Linked DNA regions of Pan troglodytes: region 2 is linked to region 1. Evidence: chromatin contacts called from public HiChIP or PLAC-seq data. All regions are on one chromosome and are shown on one strand. Each heading gives the region's core, a stretch centred on a gene start, on an enhancer-like site or on the middle of the called end of the contact. The rest is flanking DNA. Distances are from core to core; before and after follow the strand shown. Region 1 holds the start of PHIP (pleckstrin homology domain interacting protein). Region 2 holds the start of SH3BGRL2 (SH3 domain binding glutamate rich protein like 2).

Region 1 (6,675 bases), core at 266-2,765:
CAATACAGCTTGTTGGTCCTTTCCCCACAAATAACCTTTTTAAACCAGACCCATAAAATGCAGTTTATTATCTAACATTTTTAAGGAGAATCTTTTGTTAAATGTTAACAAAAGAACGACTATCCAAATTCCCTTTAAAATGCAATCCTTAAAAAATATTGAACTCTCAAGTCTTTTTGGAAAGTGCTTAAATCATCTGGAGATAAATATCATTTGGTGTCCTTGTTTTCTAACAAATGGCTTTTTCTATTGTTTCCATTAATTTCACCCATATTCGTTTAAAAACAAGGCCCTTATCCTCATCAGCAAAACACAGATGTATGATTTAGCATATAAAATCGGTAATTACATACTAATTTACGAAAGATTTTTTTTTCCTCCTTTTCGTCAGTTTTCAAGAAGTCTTCCCGTGATTAACTGTAAACAGGAATGGTTTACATCTCAAATTAGAAGCCATTAATTAGCATGACGAAGTCAACTGCAAGATACACAGATTATTTAAATTATTTAATCACTATTCACCTTGGCTAAACTGTAGTATACTCTTTCAATATCCTTCGGCAGGTTATCGATCTGTCACTAAATTACATCCAGATCAGTTAGACATGAATATTAGCGTCCTTTCCTTTCCCTCAGGTTTACATTCTCCCTTCTCGTAAACACTTAAAAAAGCTTTAAGGTTCTTTAATTCCAAATACCTAATTAGCCATCACTAGCCTTTTTGTAATAAGGAAAAAGAGTATCTGAAGTACAAATCAAGAGTTCGCTTTGCCCGTTTAACAATAAAAAACATTTAAAAAACGTACGCCAAAGGCAATGGCAGTAATAAAAGAAATATGCAGAGGTGGCTTCAGCAAATAACGGGTTTGCAAAACGCAAGTGCTTAACAAAAAGCAGCCCAAACCTCTATTGCAATATACAGCACTCCAATAAATTACACAACACTTGCATAGGCTGCAGAAATAACGCAGGACAAGACTTACACAGATGCCAATCCGCAGCATTTATACACATGCACATGGCAAGAGACAGAAACCAAACACTATCATTCAACTCGGGAAGGGTAGCGCGATCCCGAGCTTGCCCAGCGTGAGAGTGCTCTCTGCGTGTGTGTCTGTGTACGCGCGTGAGTGAGACCCATCCTTGGGGCATTTCCCCTCTCTGGGCAGTTTTGCTTCATTTGTTTCCTATTTCTGCTACATAGAAACTAACTTCCATCTCAGCTCCAGCCAGCGCCGCTGAATAGAGCCTGTGCTGCGGCTCCGTGTGCGTCAGATCCCTCCGCGGAGCCGTCCCCGGCCCCCTCCCTGCCACTATCGGCCTCCACAGAGAAAGCGCCTTCCAGCCAACCGGCGGCTTGGGCTCCGACATCTTCTCCGACTGGAAATAAATAAATAAATCGCACGCCCTGCGGGGAGGAGCGGGTGGGGGGTCTCACTGTGCCGCGTGCGGAGCGCTGGGGACGACGGGTCGGAGGCACTCTTTTTTAGCGCCGGGAGGCGGGGGCGCGGGCCGGAGCCGGGGCCGAGCCCGGGGCCGCGAAGGCGGCGGACTCCTTTCTGCGGCGGAGGGATCCGCGGCGGAGGCGGCCACGGCCGTAGCCGCTGCCTGAGAGTTGTTGTTTCCTCCTCCTCCTCCTCCGCCTCCGCCGCCGTTGCTTGAATGGTGGAGCCGAAGCTCGGCTCGTGAACACACACTGACAGCTATAGGGCAGGCGGCGGCACCGTCCCCGCTTCCCCTCGGCGGCGGGGTGTCCCGTCGGCGGCCCTGAAGTGACCCATAAACATGTCTTGTGAGAGGAAAGGCCTCTCGGAGCTGCGATCGGGTAAGTCGGGGGGCTGCCGGGGCCGCTGGCACCGGGCGATTCCGCCCGCGGTCCCCCGCCCCCCGCCGCCCGACCGCTCAGCCTGTGTGTCTCCCCGTCCCTCTCTCCCGCGCAGAGCTCTACTTCCTCATCGCCCGGTTCCTGGAAGATGGACCCTGTCAGCAGGCGGCTCAGGTACGGCGGCGCGCGGCGCGGGCCGGGCCGGCGCTCGCCGCTCGCGGGCGTGGGGGAGGGAGGCGGCGGCGGCGGGGCCGCGGCCCGGGGCGCGGGGCTCAGCTCTCCCCGCTTTGTTGTTGCAGGTGCTGATCCGCGAGGTGGCCGAGAAGGAGGTAAGGGCGGCGGCGGCCCGGCGCGTCCCGCCGCCGCGCGGCCGCCTCTGGGCCGCTGCGCCGCCGCTGCCGCCGCCGCCAGGGCGCGGGGCGCGGGGCTCGGGGTCCCCGCCGGGGCGCGGGGCGGGCGGGGGAGGGGAGCGGGCGGGTAGGGGCCGGGGGCCGGGCTCACGGGGTGTCCTCTCCCCGCAGCTGCTGCCCCGGCGCACCGACTGGACCGGGAAGGAGCATCCCAGGACCTACCAGAATCTGGTGAGACATTCACGTCGCAGAGCAAAGAAACTTTTCCCTGAGTCGAATAAAAATTGAATTTCCCGCAATTTTTTACAGAGACAAAAACTTGGCCCTAGAACGTGAAAGCTCCAAAGGCCATGGGGAGGGTTGGGAGGCCGGCGCGGGGTCTGCGGGGGCCAGTGGCCGGGGGTACTCGTACTCCGGGGCCGCAGGGGCTGCGGACAATTTATTTGTGATATTTTGTTAATGTGCTAGAAATAAAGATACGTCATGAGTGTTGTGCAGTGCAAGGCCGGAGGAGGAGGGGCCGGCGCGCGCGTCCGTGCGGGCGCGGGGGCGCGCGAGAGTCGGCGGCGGCGGGAGCGGCGCGAAGAGGGAGAGCGCGCTCGCTCGTTCGCTTGCTCGCTCTGCACGCGCGGCCGGCTCGGCTTTCTCCTGCCCTACACAATAGCTGGTGACTAACTGCTCCGAAGTGGCATTAGCATTTCACAAGCAGGCTATCCAGCCGCTGCGGTACCGTGGCAAGACATTATTTTTTCCCCCTCTGTCGTTTATTTTGTTTTCCTTACATTCAGTCCTGGGTTTTTTGTTGGAAGGATTCTGATGTGTGATGATAGTTGGTCAGTGCTTCGCCTTGCATTTACTAAAACACATCTTTGCAGAAGTGTAAAGCCTGTAATTCCCCAAAACCAGAAGTTTAGTAGGCTTTTTTTAATTCTTATGGTATGCCTCTCGTTTAATTAAAAATTATTATTGGAGTACACTGAAGAGTTTTGATTTTTGTCCGCATATTTACTGTGGGATGGAACTTGGCCTATGAAAGTTGTGTTTATATTGGGACATATTTTGTTTAATAGCTTAAAAACCTTAATTTTGTGGGTTGTCAAAATGAGTATTTTAGGAATCTTTAAAAATTGCTTTTCAGAAGTGGATTTATCACTTCAGTATTGTGATTGGAAGTTACTTTAAAGGAGCTATATTTTCTGTAACACTTTCTCCTAAACTGATACAGGTTCGTTGTGTGAATATGTGTGTGGGGCAGTTAAAGCAGTCGCACCGGACCCACCAAGCCTTTGAAATTTATGTAGTGCGTTGATTTTATGAGGCTTTTGTAACTGTTTTGAGATAGTTATGATTACTAATGTTACTTCATCAGAACTTCTCTAATGACTGGGAAGTTTCAGCGAGCTTAGAATGAGTGTCTTTTGTGAGGTGAAAGCAGGACATGATTATAATGGCGCTTTTTTGGTATGTAGTATATTTCCTAACTTTTGTGTATAAATCTCTTGTGGTTTAATATAAGTTGTTGATAACCGCTCACGGCTGTTGAAATAAGCAAGGGTACTGAGGTTTAATACATCTAATGGAGATTTAACAGTGTATTAGTGTATTCATTTTCACACTGAACGTGTGTTAATTTTCAAGGAGTGATTTGGGTTACTTTCATTCAATTCTTGGCCAAAGTGAATGGAGCTGGAAGTAAACTCCAAGATTTACTAATTTGAAATTAATTTTTAGGTTTACAAATATTTGATAGAAGTCTTCGTGAATTTACATGTCTTCCTTGATATTTGAAAAAATTATCGCAAAGATTATAATACATTTTTAAGATGGGGCAGGTTTTACAAAACTCGTCTTTGCATCTGCTTTTACATCTGTGCATCTCTTGAAAACCCACTAACCTTAAGTCACTGAGGAATGCTGCATTTTCTTATCTTTTGGTAATGTTACATTTTTTAAATGAAGCAGCTTAATGTTATCTGGCTAAATTATGGTAATGGCTAATCCTCGTAGGAATATCATTTTGTTTTTTTTTTTTTCAGTAAAAATGAGCTATCAATTTTGATTTTGAGTTAATTTAATTTTGGGGGGGAGGGTGGGGGGAGGAATTATTAGTAAAGTGAATTTCTATCCCTAGTCTGCATCTCAGATTTAAGATACAGTAAGCATTCTTTCTATCTATGTATTATGCTCAAAATTCACCTATTTTGAATGGAAGTGGTTTTTCTTGCTTGGAGTTTTCTCCTTACTAGAACAGGAACGTTGGCATACTCATCAGACAGTTTAGAAATCTTATTAGAACTTGGAGTTCTTTGACTCGTTTTCTCTTTTCATTCATTCAGCATATTGCTTACTCTATATCTACTGGATGCAAGGTACCATTTGAGGTGCTTTCTCATCCATCAAACTGTATATCTAGGTGTGTGAGTTAACTTTATTTTACCTTTTTAGTTGAGATTTAGTTAGGTCTAAAAACATTTGGAACACTGGATTTTTTTGTTCAATAGTAGATCTCGCTGTTTAATATCTAAGTCAGCACATGCAAAGTCTCTTGTACAGTATTTTCTATTTTAATTCTTCTGACTTAAAAAGTTTTACGTTGTTGTATATCGAGTTGAATTTATTTAACATTGATTTGAAAATTACTTGTTGAGTCATTAGTTTCTACTCTACCTGGAAATGATTTGTTGTATTAACTAATAAACTGAGCAATATTTTAAATGGGAGAACTCATATATCACATCGCATTGAAATTTCTAGGAAACCTCAAATTATTGCTGCTTAAAATGGGGTGTAATATTTGTAGATGTGAATTTAAAAATAGGCACTGATCATCTGTAGTTAGTCTAGTTACAATCGCAATGGTTGAATTTTAATCAAGAGGAAAGTAGAATTTTAAGAGCAGTTTTAAAAGTTTGCAGGTTAAAATTGATGCGTTCATTTCAAGTGTGATTGAGAAAGGAAATGGTCGTATCTTATGGTTGTTTCTGTCTCTGGTATAAAACATGACTGATTATCACCATCTACCTTAAGATTTAAAACATTTTTAACAAAGTAAATGGAATTGGATAGGAAGCTAAAAGTTGTTTTTGGTACTATGGTATACGTTTAATTAGATTTTAGATTTTTTAAAATATGAGATTTATTTTAAAGAAAAGGGGCACTTTTTCCAAGTATCAGAATTCTTAAACTGTAGAATAAAAAACTTTTTTTTTGGACGAAAGGAAAGCTTTGTCATTTGTTTATTTCTTAGTTTGAATAGTGAATCTAGTTAGTTTATTAAGTCTGCTTTCTAGTTGTCACTTAATGATGATTGCATATTTACGAGATCTAGAGGCAGAATTTTCAAGCATTTTACCGAATTTGGCACTCTCTTGATGACGTTTTTTCTTGTAAGACTTCTCTTTTTTCCCCCCAAGAACTAGTTCATGTTTGCCAATCTGTTAAAATGATTTAATTTTTTCCTTGTAAAATAGTGATACTTGCCTTTCTTAAAATTATTCCACTTTATTAGAAATCTTTTTTGTTTGTTTGCTTGTTTGTTTTAAGTGAAAGGATTGGGAGTCAGGAGATGTGGATTGTGGTTTTAAGCCCCGCTGACAGTTAAACTGTAGGTAATCTTGGGCAAGTCATGGAATTTCTCTTTGTCCCAGTTATCTCATTTGAAAAATAAGTGGATTGAAATTTTTTCAATCTGAAAATCTGTGATTTTGAACTAGAAATAGCAGTACATTGTATTTAAGAACTAAGCTTTATTTCATTCTTAGAGCTTAGTTTTCCAAAACACAGAAAAGTAGAAATCACATAGGTTACAAAATTATATAAATGCTTTTCATAGTGCCATTCTTTGGTGGTAATATCATTTCTTGTTGCAAAGATGATTTGAGACACTAACTACGTTGTAAAAGGCCCCAAAATTACCATGATTTCCATCATAGTTTAAGTACTGGTTTTCATTATTGTTGGTCTCAAATTCAGAGATGAATAGGAATGATGGATAGGATTTATTTAAGTATATATCTTAGGTATACATTTATTTAGTGTGTGCTGATTAATGTGAAAGTTAAGGTATAAAACCTAGAGACAACTTTCAGGGAAAAAAAAAAGATATCATATTAAATGTTTTAGAAGTAGGGATTCCCGTTCTATATTGAAGATAACATAGTTTCAACACTTGATTATTATAATTTTTTGGGGTTGGGTGAACATGTAATAAAGTAAATGTGTGTAGTTGTAGTAGAGTTACTATTTCCTTTTTTAGTAGAGTATCAATGAAATAGAAGCTTTGCGTGGTAGTCTCTAAAACAGCTTTAATCTCATATGGTCGTTATAATGATGAATAAAATATGTTAGGTGTGAAGGGTTATATGATGAATAAAATGTTAGGTGTGAATATGTTGCTGAGAGGCTGAAGGAGCATTCTTCATTCTTTCTTACATATAGAATTATTCTATTGATGCTTATACCATTTTTTAAAATTTGAGGCATTTACAAACATTTTTAAAT
Region 2 (5,986 bases), core at 684-3,183, 490 kb before region 1:
TGGAAGAAGCCCAGGATATTAAAAATAAAACTCCGAAGTGCTTAATGATCATTGCAGAATTTGTTTCATAAACAAAATCTTTAAAAACAAGAAAAGAGTCTGATTTCTGTTAACTATAATTTCAAGTGGCAGAAATATAAATGTGGTTTTGATAACTTTGTTTCCTTTATTTCTGAAAAGCAGAATCCTGTGTGGTACTGAAATAAAATGTCAAATGGTATCTTAGAAAATTCTAGCCCTATCAAAAATAATATATAAAACCATGTAATGTCATAAAACTTTTAAAACTGCTTTCTCATATTTTGGGGTAACCTTTTAAAATGGTAATTCAATAAACTAGTTTTTACTTCTGTAAATTTATACATTTTTTAATCTTTTATCAAGGTCAAACTGACACTGTTATTTTGAATATGAGGGGGTGAATAAAATTGCACACTGTAAGAATCCTGAGACTATGTTACACACAACTAGACAATTTTTTGGATTCTCCCAGCGTCTTAAATATTTTCTTGCTTACCAACAACTTCTTAACCTGTAGGTGAAACACAATGAAGGCACTAAATCCGAAACCACGAAATTTGGAAGCAGACCTAGGCTTGTACTCTGGCATTACTACTTACTACTTTCGTACCTTGTGGTAGATACTTTAACTTCTCTGAATCTGCTTTCTCAAGTATAAACAATGAATAACAATACCTGTCTGGAGTCATGAATGAAGATGGAATGAGATTACACTGCCTGGAGCATTCTGAGTGCTGTATAAATGGTGGTTTCATTCTCAGCTCTCCTTCAGCAATCCTGATCTGACGCTCCTGTGACAGACATTTGTCCACGTAAATACGGTATGTTTTCTGATTCTTCCTGGCGACTTCCTTTATAAGTAATCCACCCATACATTTACATGTTAATTCTAACAGAGTCCATAATAACCAGTGAGCTATTTTAACAGTGTCAGCAGAGATAGATTAAAGAATTGATGAAAAGTAATTCCGTGCAATTTAGGGATTACTCATCTTATTTTCACTAACAGATGACTGCCATCTTGTACAGATATATTTCGCATACAGAAAATTACATTTAATCACAATATTGTTTGGGTGGGTTAGTCTGTAACTTGAAGTAAAATGTATTGACAGGATAAAATGAAAGCTTTGAAACAGTGCAAAGGTGGAAAAACGAGGTTAAGCGAGAAGCAGGAATTACCAATCTTCATGGTTAGAAGATTCATTAAACGCATTTGCCTTCAAATATTAGATTCTCTACAGAATGGTGGTAAAGGCCAGTGAGAAATTAACAATAGTGAGAACACCAGAGTAGTGTTAAACCACCTTGATAATCAGATGGCTCGGAGCAGTTTAAAGCCCTCACGAAAGAGGATTTTTTTTTTTTACCTTCCCTGTCTCCCGCAATTAATGCCATTTCTAAAAGAGAAAATATGTCACACATCAGGGCTCAATAGGCTGACATGCTCCTCAAAACGTTCCTTAAAAAAAAAAAAAAAAACTTGTGTGCAAATATTTCAGATGCCATTCCACCCCAAACCCGTTCCAAAACCTAAAAATCACTTTCAAGCCAAACTCACGGCTCGTTGGTGATTCACGGCCAGGATCTCGAGGCAGGAACAATAGTGCACTCACCCCGCATCCTCCTGAATCAGCCATTTCGGTAAGAAGACCCAGAAGCACTAGCAGTTTGTTTGTAATTTGTTTACAATTTAAAAGCAAGTTATTTCCCAAAGGAAATCTAAGCAATTGTTAAGTGTTTTACATTACGCAGTCGCCAATTTTACAATTCATATCATGAACCCACTTTGCCCTCCGCCCGCGTCCCTCTCGGAGCCCACGACGCTCAGCTATCGAGCCTTCGCACCGCACAGCCCGTAGGAGCCTGGAGCGCTCCGCGTTTTGCCCCAATTTCCCTACTTGGGGTCTCCGCTACAGCTAGAGCGGTCGGCCAATGGAGACCTTCTCCCGCACTCGCCGTCCCGCCTTCCAGTTCCACTGAAGCCAATAAAAAGAGCCGTCTGGAGACAGAAGCCAATGGGAGCTCGGGTAGAGTCATCATGATTGGCTGCGGTCTCACCGTAGTGCAGTCTAGGCCTCCGCCTCCGTTACCCTGGAGCCCAGGTTACCTCCGCTGCCACCCAGGAGCCCCGGTCCTCGCCTCTCTCCCATCCTTGTGTTCAAACCTCCCGCATCTCGGCAACCTCGGCACCCGCCCGGCAGCCTCCGCAGGAACCAGGCACCCGCTCTTTGGCGGTCAGACGCCGAGGCCCCAGCTGGGAGTTCGGTCCTAAGAGGGAAGGCAAGGAGGCGGGACGCCGCATCGGCTCTGCTGAAGAGCCGGCGGGTTGGAGGTGGGCTTTGAAGTGGGCGTGGAGACGGCGGGGGAGGTGGAGGTGCGAGGTGAGGCTGGGTTGAAGCGTCGGGGAGCTAGCGAAGGGGCGTTCGTGGATGGGAGCCTGCGGGTGGTTCTTAAAGCGGGGACGATGAAGGGATTAGGGATGGGGGAGGATGTAGGGACCGCGAGGAGAAGGAAGACCTAGGAAAATGAGTAAAGAGCTCGGCTCCTGAGAGGGTCCCGAGGAAGGGAGGTTGACCGGCACTGGGGGGACTGGAAAGTTAGGAGGAGAGGAGCTGGGAAAGGGTATTTACTTCCTGGGACCGAGAAGAGAAGAAAGGGAGCTGGCGGATCTAGAGAAGTGGTTGTTATTAAAACAAACAAAACAAAAACCCCGGAGGCCCTTGGAGACTCAAGACTAGAGAGGAGGGGCAGGGCCAAGGGCCAAGACGGAAAAGGAGGCTTTGGTAGCTCTCGGATAATAATAGATGTGTTATTATTAAAACTGTGGTTAGAGTGGAAAGCCGTACTTGTCCAGGCTGTGATAATTCTATACATCCTTCAGGGATGGGATGAGAGGAGTAAAGATGGTTACAAATAAAAGAAAAAAGAAAGTGCCTTTTTGGCATACTCAAGTTGGAGTCGGTACTCAGATACGTGATGTTTACTTTAGGTAGACCGTGGGATAGTGTTTAACAGTGAAGAGCCCTGGTCCAGTTCATCTGATATAAACCCCTTTTTTGTTCACTTTGTTCTTTGGAAAGTATACTTGGGCACATACATATTTATTCCCCTCCTTTATCTTCACGTTAAGAACTTGCGTTAGAGATATCTTTGGAATCAGAAGTCATCATTTAGTTTCTGGCAGAGGGAGTGGCTGTATGTTTTTTAGAATGGTAAAACCGATGTTTCCAGTTCTTTACTTATTCCCTCTTTCTTTTGCATGGTTATTTTAATCTATGTTTTTTCCAGTTGTTACACATTTAAATTCTATATTACCATTTTAAATATTTCACTTTGTGATTTCCCATGTTAGCTAGTATGTTTATCCAAATAAGTTATAGGAAATAATAGTTTGTTTTGATTCTCTAAGTTGACAAAGTATCATTTTAAATATCAAAAAGTAGTTTGTGACTTTGGAAAAGAGATTTTTCTTCTTTTGTCAGTCACATCTCTTCCGTTACACATATTGTGGAACTATAATTCTGTAGGACACAATGGAAGCCCATTAAAATAAAGATGCTACCCTTCTCTTGGGTTCTTCTTCTGCCTGTCATTCTTCAACTCCTTTGTGGGATCTTCTTCCTCGGCTCACCATATTTCATTATTGTTTTTCCCAATAATCCAGTCTTCGGTCTTCCGTCTTCTATTTTTTACTCTGTGTTCTTGGCTGTGTTATTCCTCTCCTTTGGCTTACACTATTTGTGTTTTCTTAACACTCTCCCAATTTTTTATTTCTGATCTGGAACTTTTGAGTTACTGTCAAACTTTTGTAGCTAATTTTTGGTATTTCCACATAAATTTCCTATCCGTAGGCATCCCAAACTCAGTATGTCCAATATTGAACCCATCACCTTCCCCTGCCAAAGCTGTCCTGCTTGAATACCACATTCTCCTAATTTTGCAAGCCCAAAACTTCGGAATTTACTCAAGTTCTTCTCTGTTCTCAGACTTCATATTTAATCTGTCACCAAGTGTAGTTTATCTTACTTGAAAAACATTTCTGGAATCAGTTCTGTACTCTGTATCTCTAGTTATACTACTTTCAAAACACTGTCAGTGATTATCGAGACCAATTGATATTCTTCCTCCAGCTTTCCTGCCCTCCAATTCTTAGATTGGAGATGGATCCTTGCGAATGTCAGATCTGATAATATTAACCCTACTGAAGAGCCTTGGTTTCCAACCAACTTATTAATGACATAGAGATTCTTCTTGTGATATTATCTTCCACCCGATCCAGTCCCACTTATTATTACTTTAGCACTACTCCCCAGCCAGTGCCATCCTTTTAAACTAGCATTGTCCATTTGAAATAGAATGTGAGCTATATCCATTTTTTTCAGTAGACACACAATAAAATACAGGTGAAATTTTAATGTATTTTAAGTCACATATATCCAGAATATTATTTTAGCATATGTCAATGTAAGAAAGATTATAGAAGAGCTATTTTATGGTCTGTTTTATGTACTAAGTTTTCAAAATTCCACATGTATTTTACACTTGCCGCATATGCCAATTCTGAATAGCTACATTTGAGGTGCTCAGGAGCCACTGTATTGGACAGCACAGTTGTAAAGTATTTGCAGTTTGGTGATATGCCATGCTTATCTAATGCCTTTTACTTTTGCAAATGCTGCATCCTCTTATTGAAACAGGGTCGTACTTCACTGTCTTCTTTTTCTAACCTCATTTACCACCCCACTTTTCAAACACACACATCCATGAAATTATAATTGTGCTTAACCTCTGCTAATACCGTAAGACTCAATTTAGGCATTATCTCCTCTAGAAACCTTCTCAAACTCCCTCTGTCCTCTAATCTTAGTTCTGAGTTTACTAAGCTTTCTCTGCTTCCTTTTATCATTAGTACTTATAGACTGTCGCATTATTTTTTTTTCCTCTTGGTTGGGAATTACTTAACGGTAAGGGATCAGTTGTATTTTACTCATTTTTGTATCTTCAGCTCCATCTATAATCTAGCGCCTGACATTTCATAGGTGTTCAGTAAATGTCTTATAAATGAATGAATGAATGAACATCTTAGGATGTTTTCATTTGACTGACTAAACTTTGGGAATATGTACTGTACTTAAGATGTTTTAATTTGATCCATTGTTTAAAATGTTTAAAATAAGCTGATTATGTCTTACATTTCAAATGTAGCATTTACTGTGATCTGATTGATCATATTTGATCATACTTTAAATCCAAACTTTATTTTTTGTTTTATTTTTAAATAAAAATAGTTTGGTTTTTAAGCAAGATTATGCAGATAAGTAGTATAATAAGGAAAATGCTTATAAATACGTGGGGACATGTTATTAGAAGAGTGGAACACTTTACTTCATTTCTCCTTTGTGGAAGAGGAGCAGTTACAGTGTAACTGCTCCTCTTCCACAAAGGAGAAAAACCAAATGTAGCAATATGGTTTTTACTTTTATCTCATCTTTTTTGCGGGGAGGAGAAATGTCCTTATTTATATCTTTCTCACTGAAGTTTATTTACATTTTATTTGCCTAGTTGTCTGTTTTGTGAACTCTTTTGCTGGTAGCAAAGGTAGCCAGTCAGCAATGTTTTATCTAAAGAAGCTGAGCACAGGGATATGTCAGGAAATTAACGGTTTGTTGATTTTACAGTTTTTTTTCTTAAAACTAAGATGGTTTCTTAGAGTCAGACGAATTAGATATCATTATGATATTTATATACAATGGACTCTACAGCTTAGATTTGTTTTCTGATTCATTTGTAATCAGAGATAAAAGAAACTTCTGGCACTCGAGGATCTTTAGGTTATCTTCTTTTTTTTTTTTTGACCTGTTATGTGTAATTTGTACTGTTTGGGACTTTTTACTTTTTTTTTTTTTTAAAGGAGAGTTTACTTTTGGATGAACAATGTCAAGTATTAGATTTGGTAGCTTTC

The links. HiChIP or PLAC-seq counts read pairs in DNA pulled down with a chosen protein or histone mark.
Region 2: a contact with region 1 is called in an H3K4me3 HiChIP or PLAC-seq map of stem cell-derived excitatory neurons, with 11 times the contacts expected there. The contact joins the promoter of SH3BGRL2 here to the promoter of PHIP in region 1. A contact is called at or near these places in 1 of 7 Hi-C or Micro-C datasets (stem cell-derived neural progenitor cells) and 1 of 1 datasets of contacts at active chromatin or transcription factors (stem cell-derived excitatory neurons).

What each region holds. Positions count from the first base shown.
Region 1 is chr5:91,043,681-91,050,355 of NHGRI_mPanTro3-v2.0_pri, reverse strand. PHIP (pleckstrin homology domain interacting protein) reads left to right here and starts at 1,515. Exons shown (of 40, transcript XM_016955892.4): 1 at 1,515-1,825; 2 at 1,941-1,999; 3 at 2,125-2,154; 4 at 2,347-2,406. The coding sequence starts at 1,786.
Region 2 is chr5:91,534,366-91,540,351 of NHGRI_mPanTro3-v2.0_pri, reverse strand. It overlaps SH3BGRL2 (SH3 domain binding glutamate rich protein like 2), which reads right to left and starts at 1,933. Exons shown (of 6, transcript XM_016955901.4): 1 at 1,810-1,933; 2 at 697-812. The coding sequence starts at 776. LCA5 (lebercilin LCA5) reads left to right here and starts at 2,091. Exons shown (of 8, transcript XM_527439.8): 1 at 2,091-2,356.